Linked DNA regions of Mus musculus: region 2 is linked to region 1. Evidence: chromatin contacts called from public ChIA-PET data. All regions are on one chromosome and are shown on one strand. The core of a region is the stretch at or near the end of the contact, and the rest is flanking DNA. Distances in the headings are between cores, read along the strand shown.

Evidence for each region. ChIA-PET counts read pairs in DNA pulled down with a chosen protein or histone mark.
Region 2: an RNA polymerase II ChIA-PET map of memory CD8 T cells shows a contact between it and region 1, with 42 read pairs. The contact joins two enhancer-like sites. A contact is called at or near these places in 2 of 115 datasets of contacts at active chromatin or transcription factors (effector CD8 T cells and memory CD8 T cells) and 1 of 9 other capture datasets (pancreatic islet).

Annotation. Positions count from the first base shown.
Region 1 is chr7:80,446,662-80,451,456 of GRCm38.p6, reverse strand. No RefSeq gene overlaps it. Among named protein-coding and RNA genes, the nearest start is that of Gm44851, 45 kb to the right of the region's middle. Within about 2 kb of position 1,461, at least 46 of the 459 cell types and tissues checked have an H3K27ac peak or open chromatin away from gene starts, as enhancers often do. A contact at or near this core is called in effector CD8 T cells and memory CD8 T cells, where this site is marked.
Region 2 is chr7:80,829,863-80,834,646 of GRCm38.p6, reverse strand. No RefSeq gene overlaps it. Among named protein-coding and RNA genes, the nearest start is that of Zscan2, 29 kb to the left of the region's middle. Within about 2 kb of position 1,471, at least 161 of the 459 cell types and tissues checked have an H3K27ac peak or open chromatin away from gene starts, as enhancers often do. A contact at or near this core is called in effector CD8 T cells and memory CD8 T cells, where this site is marked.

The DNA.
Region 1 (4,795 bases), core at 212-2,711:
GTTATAGCCAGAGGCCAGCAGAAGCTCAGCATCCTTGGGTCTCTTCCATAAGAGGCGCCTTGAGCTCCCTCTCCTCTTGACCAGCAGTACAGTAACTCCATTAATGTCAGAGGAATGTCAGCATCTGGTGGCTGTGCAGGAGGTTAACTGCAGAAGCAAGTGCCCACTCAAGCTCCAGTAGACAGCATCCCTCCCAACTGCCTGTGCCTGGCTCACAGTGAGGACTTGAGCATCTAGAATCAGCCTAGGAAGGATCAGCAGGGCACTGCCCTGACCTCAAAAGTCAGGGAACTGTAAGCTCCATGGCCTCGCTGAGCCTCCTGTTTGTTTGGTTGGTTGGTTGGTTGGTTAGTTGGTTGGTTTAGTTGGGTTTGATTTCTCTGTGTAGTCCTAGCTGTCCTAGAACTTGCTCTGTAGACCAGGCTGGCCTTGAACTCAGGTCTGCTTGCCTCTACTTCCCAAGTGCTGGGATTAACGGCATGAGCCATCACCACCAGTTTCTCCTTTTACTTGAGATAGTCTCACTAAATTGCCCAGGAAGACTTTGAACTTGCAATCCTGCCTTAGCCTCCAGAGTAGCTGAAATTATAGGTCCACACCACCAGAATCAGCTCAATCTCTCATCTACACAATAAATATCAGCCCTGTCACTGCCTCCCTCCCTGGTGGTTGTGGATATCCCTCTTAAAGGAGAGGCAGGCAGTGTGGTCTCACTCTATGCTCAATCTAACCCCTAAACTCCCAAGTAAATATACCACGGGCATATGCTACCATGTCCTTCTGGCCAGATACTCTACAAATACTAATTGGCCCAAACCCAGCCCTAGCCCTCAGCAGGCAGTGGGAACACACACACACACCCCAGAGAAGGAAAGACAGCAAAGCCAGGAGTGTGGGGGCCAGTTATGTGTGACGTGGAAGGTGCACAGGAGCTGCACTGAAGGTCGGACTTCTCGGCCAGGGGTCTGGTTTCTGGTTGGCCCCAGGGGTTCTCTGACTCCCTGTCTGCCCTCCCCTACTGGAAAGAATGAGCAAACCCCCTGCCTCACCATCTGGGTAGCCACCCCTAAACAGAAAGCTCTGTGGCCTGATGCTCTCCACTGTGAGACAATCACCCTTAGCCAAGTCACCTGCCCAGGCAGAAGGTGATGGGGACCTGTAGTGAGAATTTTGGTTTCTTTAAAAACACAGAAATGTTGTAAGGACATGTTTTGTCTAACCCCAAGGGTGGGGTGTGGGGCTGCCTTAGATTGTCCACAGCAGCTTACTGATTTGCCTCACTCACGCTCTAGCGGGAGTACGAATTTGCCAGTTGCAGATAGTTTGTTTTGAGTGGGTGACATTTGGCATTTGGGGGGCTTTTCAGAGAATGTATGAATGCTAGAGCCCCAGTAAGTGTGTGTGTGTGGCTGGTTGGTGGTTGGAGGCTGCTCGTTGCTGTTGATTGTGGTTTGTCAAATCGTCATGCAGAGGAGAAGAGAAGAAAGTAGATATCCTGATGGCAAAGATCAAACTTGCCCCTAATCAGCAGGAAGTGGTCGAAAGATATCATTGCCTTTTACAGAGGTAATCTCTCGTGCAATGTATGGAAGCTTAAGCTGTCAATAAAAAATCCTATGGCCAATGAGCTGAGGCAGGATTAGAAGGTGGGATATCCAGCAGAGAGAGAGAGAGAGAGAATTCTGGGAGATATTCAGGCGCAGGAGATTCACTCCAGACACAGAAGAGGATTGTCACATGAAACTGAGGACTGGGTAGCCAGTTGCATGGCAAGACTTAGACTAGACTAAACAGGCTGTTAAGCCATGAGCTAGTCGGGGATCAAGCAAAGCTTTTGGCCTAGGCATTTATTCATGAACTATTAGGTCTCAGAGCCGTTATTTCTGGGAACAAAGTGGACGGGTGGGAAAACACAAGATTTTTAACAATTAAAAACAGATGGTTTAATCCCAGCACTTGGGAGGCAGAGGCAGGCGGATTTCTGAGTTCGAGGCCAGCCTGGTCTACAAAGTGAGTTCCAGGACAGCCAGGGCTACACAGAGAAACCCTGTCTTGAAAAACCAAAAAAAAAAAAAAGATGGTTTTAACTACACCTTGTCGTATCCCTGATCTCTCTCTCTCTCTCTCTCTCTCCCTCCCTCCCTCCCTCCCCCCCCCCCCTTCTTTCTCTCCTACCTAATGTTAGGGAGTTGAAAGGAAGGAAGAGGATTTCCGATCCTCCCTTCAGACCTCCCAGGCATTCCTCCTTGGTCTCTTTCCAGCTCATGGCCTTTTTCCTTTAATTGCTGTTACATGCATACAGGTAACATAAGCTACAACACTAAACCAGCAAGATCCCTTACCGCATTCAAACCCTTGTCCTTACACACACACAGGTGTGTACAGTCTTCATCCCTCATCAAGAAAACCTCTCTGCAACAGATGGAGACCACTACAGAGAACCACAGCCGGTCAAAATGCAGAGGCGTGCCAGAAATGTTAGTGTCATCATGGTCCATCGTGGTCAGTGATGGTGAGGCCTTAAAGAGGGACGAAGACTTTCCCTGTGGGCTAATTCTCTATGGCTTTGGTTTTTGGTCTTTGGTTTTTGGTTTTTTTCGAGACAGGGTTTCTCTGTGTAGCCCTGGCTGTCCTGGAACTCACTCTGTAGACCAGGCTGGCCTCAAACTCAGAAATCCGCCTGCCTCTGCCTCCCTAGTGCCGGGATTAAAGGTGTGCGCCACCACGCCCGGCCTTGCCTGCCTCTCTTTATGGCTTTGTTAATGTCCTAGTTTGCTTTCTGTCGCTGTGATAAAGACTATGACCAAAAGCAACCTGGAAAGGAAAAAGTTTATTACATCTTAGGACTTACAGTCCATCCCTCTTCCATTGCTGAGGAAGGCAGGGCAGGGATTCCAGGCAGGAACTGAAGCAGAGACCGTGGAGGAGTGCTGCTCACTGGCTCTGTTGATGGCTTGCTCAGCCTGCCTTCCTATCCCACCCATGACTGACCTGTTCAGGGGTGGCTCCACCCTCGGGGGCTGGGGCTCTCTCACAACAATGATGAATTTAAAAAATGCCCCACAGGCCTGCCTCTAGGTGCTCCCTCAATTAAGGTTCCCTCTTCCCAGATGACTCTAGGTTGTATCAAGTTGACAAAAAAAATAAAAATAAAAAAATAAATTAAAAAAAAAAAACCAACCACCTAGTCAGTGACCACACAGTGCATTATCATAGAGCGTGTTTGTCCCATGTCAGTGACCTCACAGTGCATTATCATAGAGCGTGTTTGTTCCATGTCAGTGACCTCACAGTGCATTATCATAGAGCGTGTTTGTTCCATGTCAGTGACCTCACAGTGCATTATCATAGAGCGTGTTTGTCCCATGTCAGTGACCTCACAGTGCATTATCATAGAGCGTGTTTGTTCCATGTCAGTGACCTCACAGTGCATTATCATAGAGCGTGTTTGTCCCATGTCAGTGACCTCACAGTGCATTATCATAGAGCGTGTTTGTCCCATGTCAGTGACCTCACAGTGCATTATCATAGAGCGTGTTTGTCCCATGTCAGTGACCTCACAGTGCATTATCATAGAGCGTGTTTGTCCCATGTCAGTGACCTCACAGTGCATTATCATAGAGCGTGTTTGCCCCGTTGAAATTTCACTTTCTGCCCTGAGTTCAAATCACAGACGTCACTGCCTTTACAGTGTTGAGCTAATTAAACTTTTTCTTTATAAGTAACTTGTTCTCAGGTATTTCCATATATATATAAAACAAACGGCAGCAGACGCCCTTCCTCCCGCCCCCCAAATAAAAGGCAGGTTCTGTCACTGGCTCTACTGCTTTGCAGGCGTCTCCCTCTGCTTGTAGATCTAGGTTCTACCCAGTGCCTGAGAATGGGTAGATAAGTGCATGGTGCATGGTGCTTGCTTGATAGGCAGGTGGATGTAAGGAGCTGAGGGCGGGGTCGGTAGGTAGATGGATGGATCATGAATGGGGTTGGGTAATGAGCGAATGGGGAGAATCAGTCAGTGAGGGGCATGTGGGAGGATGAGTGGGAGGATGGATGGATGAATGGATGGGCGGATGAGTGGGGCAAAGAGGTAGCCATGGGAGTGCATGTGGGCTATGAGGAAGACAGATGTGGTGGCATTTACCTAGACTTTCCTCATGGGAGAATAAGATAGGAGGATAGGGACAGGGCCTCGAGTCTATGGACCATGGCATCTCGTAGCCCATGGAAGTGATAGGCCAAGCCACTGTGGCCTGGTGCCAACCTCCCTTCCAAGACAAAGGCAAAGTTTCTTCTGGTTGACCTCATATTCATACAGTTGATGTCATGTAGTTAGCCAGCCCCCCATTTACTGACCTGAAGCTCCATTCGGTATCGTGTGCTTAGTTTTATACAGTCCCCAGCATCTGCTTTCAGCTCCCTTTTCTATCTTATGCACCTGTGGTGTACTTACACGTGGGGGAAGGGGCTTTGTGAGGCCCTCAGGGCCATGGGGAGGATGGGAGTTCAAATCCTGTCTTTGGATGAATCAGCCCTGGGGTGAATATGGACAGCTGCTGAGGTTGTACCTTCCTGAACTTGGGCAAGACATTCTCTCTCCTTTGTAGCTCAGGCTGGCCTCTAGTTGGCAGGCTCAAGTGATATTCCTGCCTTAGTCTCCCAAGCCTGTGGCTAAGGTGTATACTATTAGACCTGGCCCCTCCTCTTTTGTCTTTGGTTTCAGAGCTACAAAAAAAAAAAAAAAAAAAAAAAAAAGACTTTCACCAATTCGGTGACTCACATCTGGAATCCAAGCACT
Region 2 (4,784 bases), core at 222-2,721, 380 kb before region 1:
CAAGATGTTTTCTTCTTCTTCTTCTTTTTTTTTTTTTTTTGGAAAGATGTATTTATTTTATTTATATGAGTACACTGTAGCTGTCAGACACAGCAGAAGAGGACATTGGATCCCATTACAGATGGTTGTGAGCCACCATGTGGTTGCTGGGAATAGAACTCAGGACCTCTGGAAGAGCAGTCAGTGCTCTTAACGGCTGAGCCATCTCTCCAGCCCCCTAAGATGTTTTCTTAATTAGCGATTGAAGCAGGAGAGCCTGTCCATTGTAGGTGGTTTTATCCCTGGGCTGGTAGTCCTGGGTTTTATAAGAAAGCTGGCTGATATTGCTAGGACAAGCCAGTTAACAGCACCCCCCCACACACACACACCCTACGCCCCCCCAACCCTCCAGCCCCCCCAACACCCCCCCCCCCCAACTCCCGCCTCTGCATCAGCTTCTGCCTCCAGGTTCCAGGCCTGCTTAAGTTCCTTCCTATCCTGACTTCCTTTGGTGATGAACAGTAATGTTGAAGTATAAGCTAAATAAACTTTTTCCTTCCCAACTTGCTTTTTGATCATGGTGTTTCATTCAGGTGGTCCCTCCTGTCTCTGCTCTCTGCTTCTCTTTCCAGTACTGGGATTGAAGATGTATGTTTTTTTTTTTTCTTTGTTTGTTTCTTTGTTTGTTTTTTGAGACAGGCTTTTTCTCTATAGATCCCTAGCTATCCTGGAACTCAACTATGTCGACCAGGTAGCCTCCTGTGTGCTGGGATCAAAAGTATGCACCGCCACGCCCATGCGTAGCCACGCCCATGCCACTTTTCCTGCTGAGCCTTTTCTGAGAGCTAGTGGTGTGAACTCGGGTCCCAAAGCTTGTATAGCAAGTACTTTACCCACAGAGCTATCTCTTAGTCTCCCCTCACCCCCAAACTAAGTTTCACTAGCCCAGGTTAGCCTGAACTCCTATGTACTTGAGTATGCGTATGAACTCCTAATCCTCTTGCAAATACCGGAATTACAGATGTATGCCGCTATGCCAAGCTTAGGTGGAAATTTTTAAATGTCCAGTGCTTGATCATAGCCAATCAGGCGGGGCTGGTGAGATGGCTCAGTGGGTAAGAGCACCCGACTGCTCTTCCGAAGGTCTGGAGTTCAAATCCCAGCAACCACATGGTGGCTCACAACCACCCGTAATGAGATCTGATGCCCTCTTCTGGTGCGTCTGAAGACAGCTACAGTGTACTTACATATAATAAATAAATAAATCTTAAAAAAAAAAACTTATAAAAAAAACTTATATAACCAATCAGGCTAACTTAAATAAGAAAGTAATATTTAATAACTCATAAAACAGTGTTTTTGTATTTAGAAAGAAGCAGCTGCATTGAGACAACAGAAACGGATGAACTGGCGCTGCCCTTGGAGCCCTGCACCTGCAGCAGGGAGTCTGGCGCTGGTGGAGAAGCCCCGCCTCCTTCCCGGATCAAGCCGACAGCAAGCCAGGGGCTGTGTGATTGGTGCAAGCTGCTCTTAAAGGAGCACCAGCTGCCTCTCAGCTTCTCTGCTACAAAACCTCAGTGCCCACGAGAGTTGGATCAACAGGTGGCAAGGCGCTCATCCCTTGAAATTAAGATTTTTGTCTGCTTTAAATATATAAATAACATTTGCCACTACACCTTTATTTCTGACTGCTCTTAAACGTTTACTGTGTTCTGCATGTCTTGTTTATAAAATATTGGTTTATAATTTATAATTTATAACGTACATATTGCTCTATAAATTATGGTAATGATACCAGGAATAAAAATTAAGGATTTTTTAAATTCTATATTTTATTTATTTGCATTTCAAATGTTATCCCCTTTCCTGGTTTCCCCTCCACAAACCCCCTATCCCATGCCCCCTTCCCTCTGCTTTTATAAGAATGCTCCCCCACCCACCAACCCAACCCCTCCTCATCGCCCTGGCATTCCCCAACACTGGGTCATCAAGCCTTCACAGGACCAAGGGCATCTCCTTCCATTGATGCCAGATAAGGCCATCCTCTGCTACATATGCAGCTGGAGCCATGTGTACTCCTTGGTTGGTGGCTTAGTCCCTGGGAGCTCTGGGGGATCTGGTTGGTTGATATTGTTGTTCCTCCTATAGGGTTGCAATCCCCCCCCCCTTTTTTTTTAGAAGTTTACAGCATTAACAAAGGTTAAGAATCACTGGCTCTTGAAATTCCGCCCCCACCACCACTTCCTTTCAGCTTGCTTGAGCCCTGGCAAGGCTCCAGCAAGCCCTTCCTGTCAGCCCAACGTGCCAATAACAGCTTCCTCAGCCAATCAAGGTTCTTGCCATTTTCCCATCTTGTTAACCCCTTTCCTGTGCTGACACTGCCTTCGGCTTAAACCTAATCACACGGGAAACTGTTATGCTCTATAATGATATACCAGATAAAGGTCAGAAAGGGTGGTAGTCTCTTTATGGAGTATGTTTTTGGGGTTAAAAAGTTTTATTTTGATATTAGAAGAGCTTCAATTCAAAACTGACTTTTAAGGCTCAAACATAACAGAGATAGATAACCAGTATCCTTGTAAATGATCAAATAATTTAATCTGTTCAGAAATATATAAGAAGCCATGCTAAGAACTGATGCAGTTAATTTCAAGATTAAGCTTTATTTAGTCTTCTGTTTTATATTTTCAAGGTATAGTTTAGAGCAGATAACTAAAAACAGGTAGGTACTAGCCCTCAAACCAGTCAGAGATCTCCTGAATGTGGCATTTAGTATGTTTAAACTTACCACGACAGACAGAGACTCCCAAATCCTAACAGTGACCCTCCAAGGTATCCAAGAAAATATGGGCACAACCACAAAGGACATAACTACTGGACATAACTGCCCCAGCGCCTCGCCCACTGCCAGAGCCCGGCCTGAGCTGTGGACAGAGGACAACCAGACAACTGATTGCCACACTTTGCTTAAGATGAGATGAGGACAGTCTCTCCCAAGTTCCTCATCCACAGAAAAGGCCTCTTCATCTTCTGGGCCTGATGGCCAAAGACTGCCATTGTCCTTGATGCAATGGAGACCACAGGAACTTGGGACAAATGGCCAGGTCATGAAATATGGACTAGTTTCTGTCATTTTAACTGACACATAGGCCATTTAGATAGTAGTTTATCCTTCTCAGGTCTCTGATAATATTGATGGCTAAGCTAATTATAGCTTAACAGCTAGAGAACAACAGGCAACTAGCTCCTTCAGGTAGTTTGCTGCTGTGTTAGTTCATTAGTCTATTCACTAGTTAGATTTGTTTTGTTTTGAGACAGGGTTTCTCTGGCTGTCCTGAAACTCACTCTGTAGACCAGGCTGGCTTCGAACTCAGAAATCCGCCTGCCTCTACCTCCCAAGTGCTGGGATTAAAGGTGTGCGCCACCACCGCCCAGCAGTTAGTTTTGTTTTGGTTTGGTTTTTGGTTTTTCAAGACAGGGTTTCTCTGTTTAGCTCTGGCTGTCCTGGAACTCACTCTGTAGACCAGGCTGGCCTCGAACTCAGAAATCCGCTTGCCTCTGCCTCCTGAGTGCTGGGATTAAAGGCGTGCGCCACCACGCCCGGTTTGCCTGTTCTTGAGAATGGATTTGCCCCTTGGTCTGGGGATTCTTTACCTTCTGCAATTGCTCGACAATTTTAACTTCTGTCCGAGTCTATATTTGTCTCAGCAGATTTTCACCTGGCTGACAGACTCCATCCAGGAATCACCTGAGGACCGCAAGCTGCCCAAGCTCTGGATTGGCTGAAAACTGATGTTAACCAGTCCAGCTGAGGTGGGTACTTGCACTGCCTGCAGCTGGCTCTGTCCTCAGCTGTGCCTTTCTCCTGGAGGCAACCACAGGGACAACCCACGTTTGGTTGAGAATCCAATCCATGTAAAGCATGGAGCCAGCTTGCCCACCTCTTCAATGATGTGTCTGCAGAGTCCACAAATCGGGAGCCCCGGGGGTTTCCCTGAGTCATGCGGAAGTGTGATGGAGTAGCTCACCCTCTTAGTCAATCCTCTTGCTCCTCATTGGTGGTCCCTTGGTTTCAGTTCTCTTTGACCTTCTGACCTGCGCTCTATTTTAGCCTAAATGACGGCAGGGAAGAATCCGGCTCCCACTGGTGTGGTCATGTTCCTATTAATAAATCAGCGCACAGACGTGTGCTTCTCACAATGGCACTTAGTCAGAGCACCTTGGAGCTATGGGGACTTTAGGGTCACCTGCATGGAACAAGAACTTGACACGGAAAACAGGATTTCTAAAAATCGAGATTCCTGGGCTGGTGAGATGGCTCAGTGGGTAAGAGCACCCGACTGCTCTTCCGAAGGTCCGAAGTTCAAATCCCAGCAACCACATGGTGGCTCACAACCACCCATAATGAGATCTGACGCCCTCTTCTGACAGCTACAGTGTACTTACATATAATAAATAAATAAATAAATAAATAAATAAATCTTTAAAAAAAAAAAAAAAAAAAAATCGAGATTCCTATAGTTCTCTTCCCATCAATCGCATTACTCCTGCAAGAGCCTCTGCGTATGCAAATGGGGTCAAAACAAAATCCACGCCTAAAACTCTCTTATTAGTTTTTACCTACTTAATGACATCATTTTTATTAAGGCTTGTTTGTTTGAGTTGGGGAAATGTTATAATCCAGAGCAATGAAATGTGTTTCTATGGTTTGATTCCCTACCACTCCCCTTACCCCCCCCCCCAAACCCTCTCACCCACCTCCACCCACATCCTCTGTCTCCAAATGAAAAGATTAAGTAAGAGAC